Linked DNA regions of Mus musculus: region 2 is linked to region 1. A link is a contact called in public promoter capture Hi-C data. All regions are on one chromosome and are shown on one strand. The core of a region is the stretch at or near the end of the contact, and the rest is flanking DNA. Distances in the headings are between cores, read along the strand shown.

Region 1 (3,652 bases), core at 1,120-3,619:
TAGTGCTATTTCTTGGGTCAATCATATCCAAACCTCCACAAAAGCTGTAAACAGTGGCAGTTAACTTGTGAAGTAGCGTTTCTCAGAGGTTTCCTGGGATGTGTGTGGAGATGGAAGGGAGAGAGTTTCAGATGAGAGTGGCAGTCAGTCTGAACAGATCTACAGGGACAGAGAGCCATGAAATGCCCAGTGAGGTGGACATGAGGTATCTTGGGGCTGCAGGGAGAAGTGGGGTTGAAAGAGATCTGGTTTGGAGTTGGAGATCATGGCTGTTGGAATATGACTGGGTTTCAGCAACAAGAGCACAGGCCAAGCCACCTCACGAGGAACAACACCAGCTTGACTTCCTTTAGGGTCTGACTGGGAAGTCGGAGTCTCCGAGGAGGCTGAGAAGGAACAGCCAGAGAGGTGGGAGGGAGAGCAGATGAACGTGGAATTATGGGGCCAAACAAAGAGTGTGGTAAGGAGTTTCTGGCGAAGGGTCTGAGCACTGCTGAGCAGCCTTTCAAGAGGAGGCTGGAGGCGCATCCAGGATTTGGCAGCACCGCGCACAGCAAGAGCAGATTTGGCAGGGGATTGGCAGACGTGGGTAGCCAGACGGAAGGGTACTGAGAAGTGAATGGGCCGTGGGAAAGTGGGGGCAGTGTGTTCAGCAGCTCTTGACTGAAGTGTGCCTGGGACAGGAGGGGACACTGTAGGTAACAGGAGGCAATTCTGGGTCCAAGTGGATCCAAGCAGGTGTGACTGTACTTGGCTCTGAGAGAATAGGGCACATGTGTCATTCAGGTGGAGATAGATCACTGGTGGAGGAGGGTGTGGTGCAATCAAATGAAGGTTGCAGGGGACTGAGGAGGACTAAGAATCCAAGTGGGAGCACGGCTGGGAAGAGGGTATTTGCCTAAAGGGAGTAGCAGAAACTCATGGGGCTTGGCATGAGAATTGGTAGAGAGAAGTGGGCTACTGGCTCCGAATTCACCATGATGGCTAGGTTCATGGTTGGCTGGAGTTTGGGTGATAGGAGCATATAGAGATGGGAAAGTATAGTAACTGGAGGGTAAAAAATAGGAGAGGAGGGCACATGGGTGACTGATGACCAGTCAGTATTAATAATCTGGGAACCTCAACTAGAGAAGGCAGGGTTAGCCTTTCTCGGAGACAAGACATAAGAGACTTGGCTCTATTTGCAAGAGAGCATATGCAGTGGGCATGGAGCTGAGGGGAAGGATGCAGACTGAATGGGACGTGGACCTGGGAGGTTTAGTGTCAGGGTGGAGTAGCAAGCTGAGGAGGAACCCTGGGAGGAGAGGAGGCTCTGTGCATGCAGCTGGGTCCTGGGGTCCTGATAAAGCAAAAGAAGAGACTGCGGGGAGTTGGGGGCATTGTGGAGACAAGGAGAGAGAAGACTAGTAGGGTACTGACCATTTGTCTGGGCATTTCTGTCAGCCAAGGTGAAGGTTGGGGCTTGAGGGACTAGGAGAACTTGGGCCAGAGTCTCCTGAACTCTGGGGCACCTTCAGAGGTCCAGGAATCTCAAGAGGTGGGACTCAACATGGGAGGGATAGCAAAGAGAGAGATAGGGCCAGGATGGAGAGGACCCGGGAGAGCTGCAATTGCTATAGGAAGCCTGTGTCTTGAAGCTTGTGTCTAGAAGCCTGTGATGCCTTTAGCCTGTGGCTTCAGGGGCTCCCAGAGGCCCCACGCCTGGAGCCCTTATGTGGTGTTGGAACATAACAAGAAGCAGCAGGGTTGGATTTATTTTTTCAGTCAGCTCTGATTGGCTCACTCATGTGTATGAACCTCTTCCTGTGGACAGTGCTCTTTCTGGCTGGCTCGCAAGCTTACGCTCATCTCAGCTCTCCATTCTTCCCTCTAGGAGGCTCCAGTTCCCAGATTCAGGGCAATGAAACCAGAATAGCACACACAGCAGCTGTGCTGCCTCAATAATACAAACATCTGGGTCCTGGGGCTGCCAGAGTGGCTGGAGCCTTTCTGCATGCAGACAGCCAACATCTTCCTAGTTAGAATTTCCCCCTGCCCCTACTTTCTCTTTCTTGTCCTCTCTTCCCCTCGAGGTCATTCTAACCCAGGTAGTGTGTTGTTACATGATACGTGATGAGAATGTGTGGCGCTCTCCCTGCCTCTCAGTGAGGAGAAGCAGGTGGGTAGCATACGTGTTCACAGATTCTTTTGGGGCTCTGGCTTCCCTGCAGCAAGTAGGTGGGTCCGCGAGCCTCCCTCCCTCAGAGGCATTGCATAAGCAGCCGCAGCCCTGAGTACATTCCCATGGTTACCGGGCTGGGAAAGGCTGGCCGAGATGGCATCGCCATGGCACCGGCATGGTCCACAGCTCTGCTGGGCGTGGCTCTGGTATGTGTAGCTCTGGTCTCTTGCTGGACAGATGGCCTTCACAGAGGGCCCTCCCAGACATCCAGTGGCCTTGGATATCATGATGTGAGGTAAGCAGACAGGAGCAGTCTGGGTGGAATTTGAGGGCTTCTCATGTCCTCACAGAAGGCCTTCAGTGGCTCAGCCAGCAGCCTTGCTGTGCGGTAGCTCTGAAACCAGTTTTTCCTCATCAAGGGCTCAGCACAGACCAGATGGGCCAAGCCACAGCTCTGCCCATTGCCTACACCCCCTTGGAAGCCCCTTACTCAAGCCCATAGGAATGAGGAATATGGAGCCTGGGCTCCATAGCCATCTGTGTTTGGCCACCCTCAGGCAGGCTGTGCCCAGGGATGCTACAGTCAGGGATAAGATCTTCAGACCTAGGCCTGTCTGGGGGACACAGGAGAAGAAGGGCATGTGAAATGGGTGGTCGAGCTGTCAATGCAGCTGTGGGGATGGCTTGAAAGGAGAAAGTCGGAAAAAGGGGCTGGCAAGAAGGCAGAGGCAAAATTCTGTGTGTCTCTCCATGATCATGTCTGCATATGAAGGCTCAAAGCTAGTCTCTGTGGTGCTAGAGCACAGGAAACTCCATGTAGAAGGTAGTTGGATGGGGAGCAAAGATGCCGTGTGGGGCCCGGGGAAAGCTCAGTAGGCATTCCTCCTATAGGGACACCACCAAGTAGTTCCCTGAAGCTCAAGCTTGCGTCTGTGATTGTCCTATAAGATGTCCCACAAAGGGTCACCCAGTTCTTCCAGCCAACCAATAAGGATCATCCAAATCATTCTAACCAGGGTGATGTCCTAACCCATCCTCTTGTCACAGTTTTCCGTGTGTAAGTCACATCATGCTGCATCAGACTCCATGCAGACCCTAAACTGAGACTCTCTTGTCCTTCACAGCCCATGTAACAAATAGGGACAAAATAAACCTTATCACCTCCCTGACGTGACATTTGTTTTTAAAGTAGGACACCTGGAACAAAAAAGCAGAGTGTCCTCTCATTTGGCTGAGCACTGTGTGTCAAGCCTCTCAAATGGTCCAGAATGTCTGTGAACGTGCAGTAAGTGTCAGCTCTGGAGCTAGCCAGCCAGGAAGTCCTATACAGCAAGGACCAGCTATACATTATCGAAGCATTCCATTTATATGGCCAGTCTTCCCTCTGCTTCACTTACAGCCATATCCACAGATGGAGTGGGTCCTAGTCATGATCCATAGCAGATGTCTGTCTTCAACTGTTTTGTGTTGCTAGGACAAAATGCTTGAAGT
Region 2 (3,759 bases), core at 676-3,175, 1.4 Mb after region 1:
ACATTCATTTATCCTATCGAGAAATGTCTATTTGCTTACTCACATATTTATGCATTTACTGATTTTTAGTGTGAGCTGGGATTTGGATCCAGGGCCTTGCACACATGTAAGGCAGATTGATGTTGTCACGGACTGAACTACTTTACGGGCCCCTTGGCTATTCTTTAATTGGAATATTTAGTGTTGATTTTGGGGGAGGTGACGATTCTTATATCTTAAAAGTGAATCCTTCATGGGTTGCACAGGATACAAGTGCATCCTCCCTTCTGGAGGCTGGGACCTCTGTTGTTTCTGTTGCTTGTTTAAATGCCAACTCTAGATTTAATATAACCCTATGTGTCTTTTCCTTTTCTTTGCCATGCTTTTGGAGTCTTATCAAAATCATCATTTAGACCAATGTCCTGAAGTGTTTCTTTTGAAAAAAATAATCTTTATTTATATTTCCTTTAGGTGTATGCATGTTTTGCCTGCCACTGTATCTGTGTACCGGATCTGCAATGCCCACAGAAGACAGAAAAAGACCTCAGCTCCCCTGGAACTGGAGTTACAGACAGCTGTGAGCTACCACATGGCTACTGGGTATTAAGTCCAGGTCCTCCTTCCTACTTGAGACTCTGAGAAGGCTTTGCTCTGCGTAGGATAGAGGAAAAAAAGAAACCCGTGCTAACGTAACTTATCAAGAATTTGTAAGACAAAAGTTCAATCCACAGCTCACACACATATACTCAACCATCTGGTTTTTCCACAAGGCAGCAAGAACGGCCACTGGATAAAGGACCTTGTCTTCTATGAATGGTGCTGGGGAACTGAATATGCATAGGCTAGATAAACTAGAACCACATCTCTTGTATACAAAGGTCAACTCAAAATGGACGAAGACTTAAATTCAGCCTTGAAACTATTGGGGAAAAGCTGGAAGGGAGCCCTGGAAAGGTGGCCCGGCAGTTAGGAGCTGAGAGTAAAGAAAGGTTTTGATTGATTCTCAGGTTGCTTGATTCTAAAAGTAGATTGCGGTATTGATTTTCAAGGTCCAGGGAAGCAACGTGGAGCGCCTTTTTGTTCTCTTCTTTTCCTTTGATGATTTAACTTGAAGTGACGTTAGCACGGATTTCTTTTTTCCTCTCTCTCTTGTTCTGTAACTTAGGACACTCCAAGGTTTTTTGTTTTTGTTTTTTTCCAAGTAGGAAAACTGATCACTAACCTTTTTTTGAGGGCCACCTATAGCTTCTTATTAGATCGTTGGATTCTAATCATAGGCTCTATACTAATTTTTAAAGTATCTTGTTTTCTCTTCACTTTGCAGATGTCTCTGATACTTTGTTAACCAGCTCACTCAGGTAGCTGTTGTGTTCCATTTGCTCAAGTTTTATTTAGCATCTTTGCTAAAAAAAAAAAAAAAAAAAAAAAGAACTTGTTTGGTGCCAACTGCTTATTTTTCTCGTTTGTGGGTGTCTTTAGTAGATTTTGGTATCTGGATTATTTGGTAGCTTCCCAAAACAAATTGAGAAAGCTCTGTTGATTTACTTTTAATACTCCAAAGCTTTAATAAATCGAGGATTCATTTAACTAGGGGTCGCTTGTGGGATCTGGAGCGCTGGCCAAGCTGTCACGTGTTAGGAACTTAATTCACTGACCACATTAGTTCACAGCAACTCAAAAACATTCTGAGGGAAGTTCCAGCCTGTTTATTGTGTATGTACACCCCCAGTAACTAAGTTTTTAAAAAAGACTCTTAAGTTTCCTTCCTTTCCCAGAGCAGCAAGGGGAAACTGGATCCGCTGCCACGTAGGAGTCTCCATATCGTCTCTTGGGATCCGCAGTGCTCAGGCGCGGGGCCTGGCAGTCAGAGCGATCCTCTCCCGGCTTCTGGAGGCGGGGAAGGCAGAGGAATTCCCAGGCCGGTGGACGCCCCTCGGGCTGGGCGCGGCTCCTCCCCTCGGCCCGGCACGGGGCGGACGCGGGCGGCGGGGGGCGGGCGCTGCGGCCCGGGGCTAGCCGGGAGACCTTTCCACGTTTGCATCGCCGCGGCGCGCCCAGCCTTGCCCCTCGCCTCCCCGGAGTCCAGGCCGCGCGATGGCATTAGGGGCCCGGGGCTGGCGGCGCCGGTCGCTGCTCCTGCTGCTGCTCTGGGTGACCGGGCAGGCAGCCCCGGTGTTGGGCCTGGCTGTGAGCTCGGAACTTCAGATCCAGCAGAGCTTCGTGCCTGATGAGTGTCCGCGCACGGTGCACAGTGGCGACTTCGTGCGCTACCACTACGTGGGGACTTTCCTCGACGGCCAGAAGTTCGACTCCAGGTACCCCGTGCCCCCACACTCCCCAAGGACCTCCACCAGCCCGCCCCCACCCCCTCCGCCGCCCTCCCCATGCGTTTGGAGGTGTGCTGAGCCTTCAGCCATAGTTGGGACCTTAAGATTGCGGACAGGACAATTCCTCTTTTCCTCTCTGCCCCGCACAGCGGAACACGTTTTTCAGACATGTAAAATGGCCACTCAGCGAGACCTCCAAGAGTGGGTGATGCTCGCCCGCCTTCTTGGTGGTCCGTCTTGACTGGTCTCTGGGTTTCATCCCTGGATTGTCTAGACAACCCAACCTTAGCATTGACTAGTGGGAGGAGGAGGTAGGTGTCCCATAATTGCAGTCACTGTACTGAACTGTTGAGGTGTTAGGCAACGGTATATATATATATATGCACGAGCTCATTTAAATCTTTGGGGAGTTACAAGAAGAAACTTTTTTTTTTTTTTTTTTTTTTTTTTTTTTTTTTTACCAATTAAGTAACCAAGACCAGTGAGACCTGTGCAAATATTGGATTCAGGCTGTGGGAATTCAAATGCTGTGCCTGTGTGCAACTCCTGTGCCCTCCCCTTCTGGCTTTACAAAAACTGTGGGAGAGATGGCCTGGGCTTGCTCATGTAACTTAAGTTTTCAGCTCATTTCAGCCTTGCCCCTTTCTTCAGGCTGCTGTTTCTAACCCTGGGCTGTGTCCTTGTGGTGAAGCACTCCATTAGACAGGGAACTGTTGTGCCTGAATGGGCTTATTATGTACAATATAAGCAGCCACACATGAGTATGTAAAAACATTTAAGGTTGTCAGTACTATGTGGCACAAAGCAAAGGCTTAGATATGGTTAGTCCTCCTTAGTGGTAATTATTTTGGGGGGTGCACAGGGAGATTGAACCCAGGACTGTACATTCTAGGCAAGCTCTGTATTTTTGAGCTATATCCTCAGTCCTAGTCATACCATTGTTTCAGTTGTAGTTTTTATACCAACCCACCTTAATTGAGGTATTCCCCTGCTATGTAGTTCTCCTAGAATGTATAGGGCTCATGAGATGGCTCTGTGGTTAAGGCACTCGCTGACAAGCTTGATCATCTAGTCAGTCCCTGGTACTCTCATCGCCAAAGGAGAAAAATGACTCCCACAAATTGTACTCTAATCTCCACATGAATGTCATGGCACACTCTCCATAAAAAATATGCAAAAAACCTCTGAAAATATAGATTATAAGGTTGATTTTTAAAAATATTTCATTTCTTTTGGCTATATACCCAGGACTGGAACTGTTGAATCAAATGGGACTTAAGTCTAAGTTTTTGAGGCCCAGAATCTCAAAAGTAACTCCCAGTTGTCTTGTGTAATTCACCTTTCACTCCCTCCCTCAGTGTCCCTAGTTCTTCATGTTCTTTTTAAAAATTATATTTTCTGGATGTGGTGATACACACCTTTAGTCCCAGCATTTGAGAGGCAGAGGCAGGCA

What was found. Promoter capture Hi-C pulls out the DNA fragments that hold promoters and counts their contacts.
Region 2: a contact with region 1 is called in a promoter capture Hi-C map of liver, with 3 times the contacts expected there. The contact joins the promoter of Fkbp9 here to the promoter of 6430584L05Rik in region 1. A contact is called at or near these places in 2 of 39 promoter capture datasets (the 3T3-L1 cell line and liver) and 1 of 115 datasets of contacts at active chromatin or transcription factors (embryonic limb bud).

What each region holds. Positions count from the first base shown.
Region 1 is chr6:55,394,518-55,398,169 of GRCm38.p6, forward strand. 6430584L05Rik (RIKEN cDNA 6430584L05 gene) reads left to right here and starts at 2,370. Exons shown (of 4, transcript NR_046179.1): 1 at 2,370-2,456.
Region 2 is chr6:56,830,134-56,833,892 of GRCm38.p6, forward strand. Fkbp9 (FK506 binding protein 9) reads left to right here and starts at 1,926. Exons shown (of 10, transcript NM_012056.2): 1 at 1,926-2,294. The coding sequence starts at 2,074.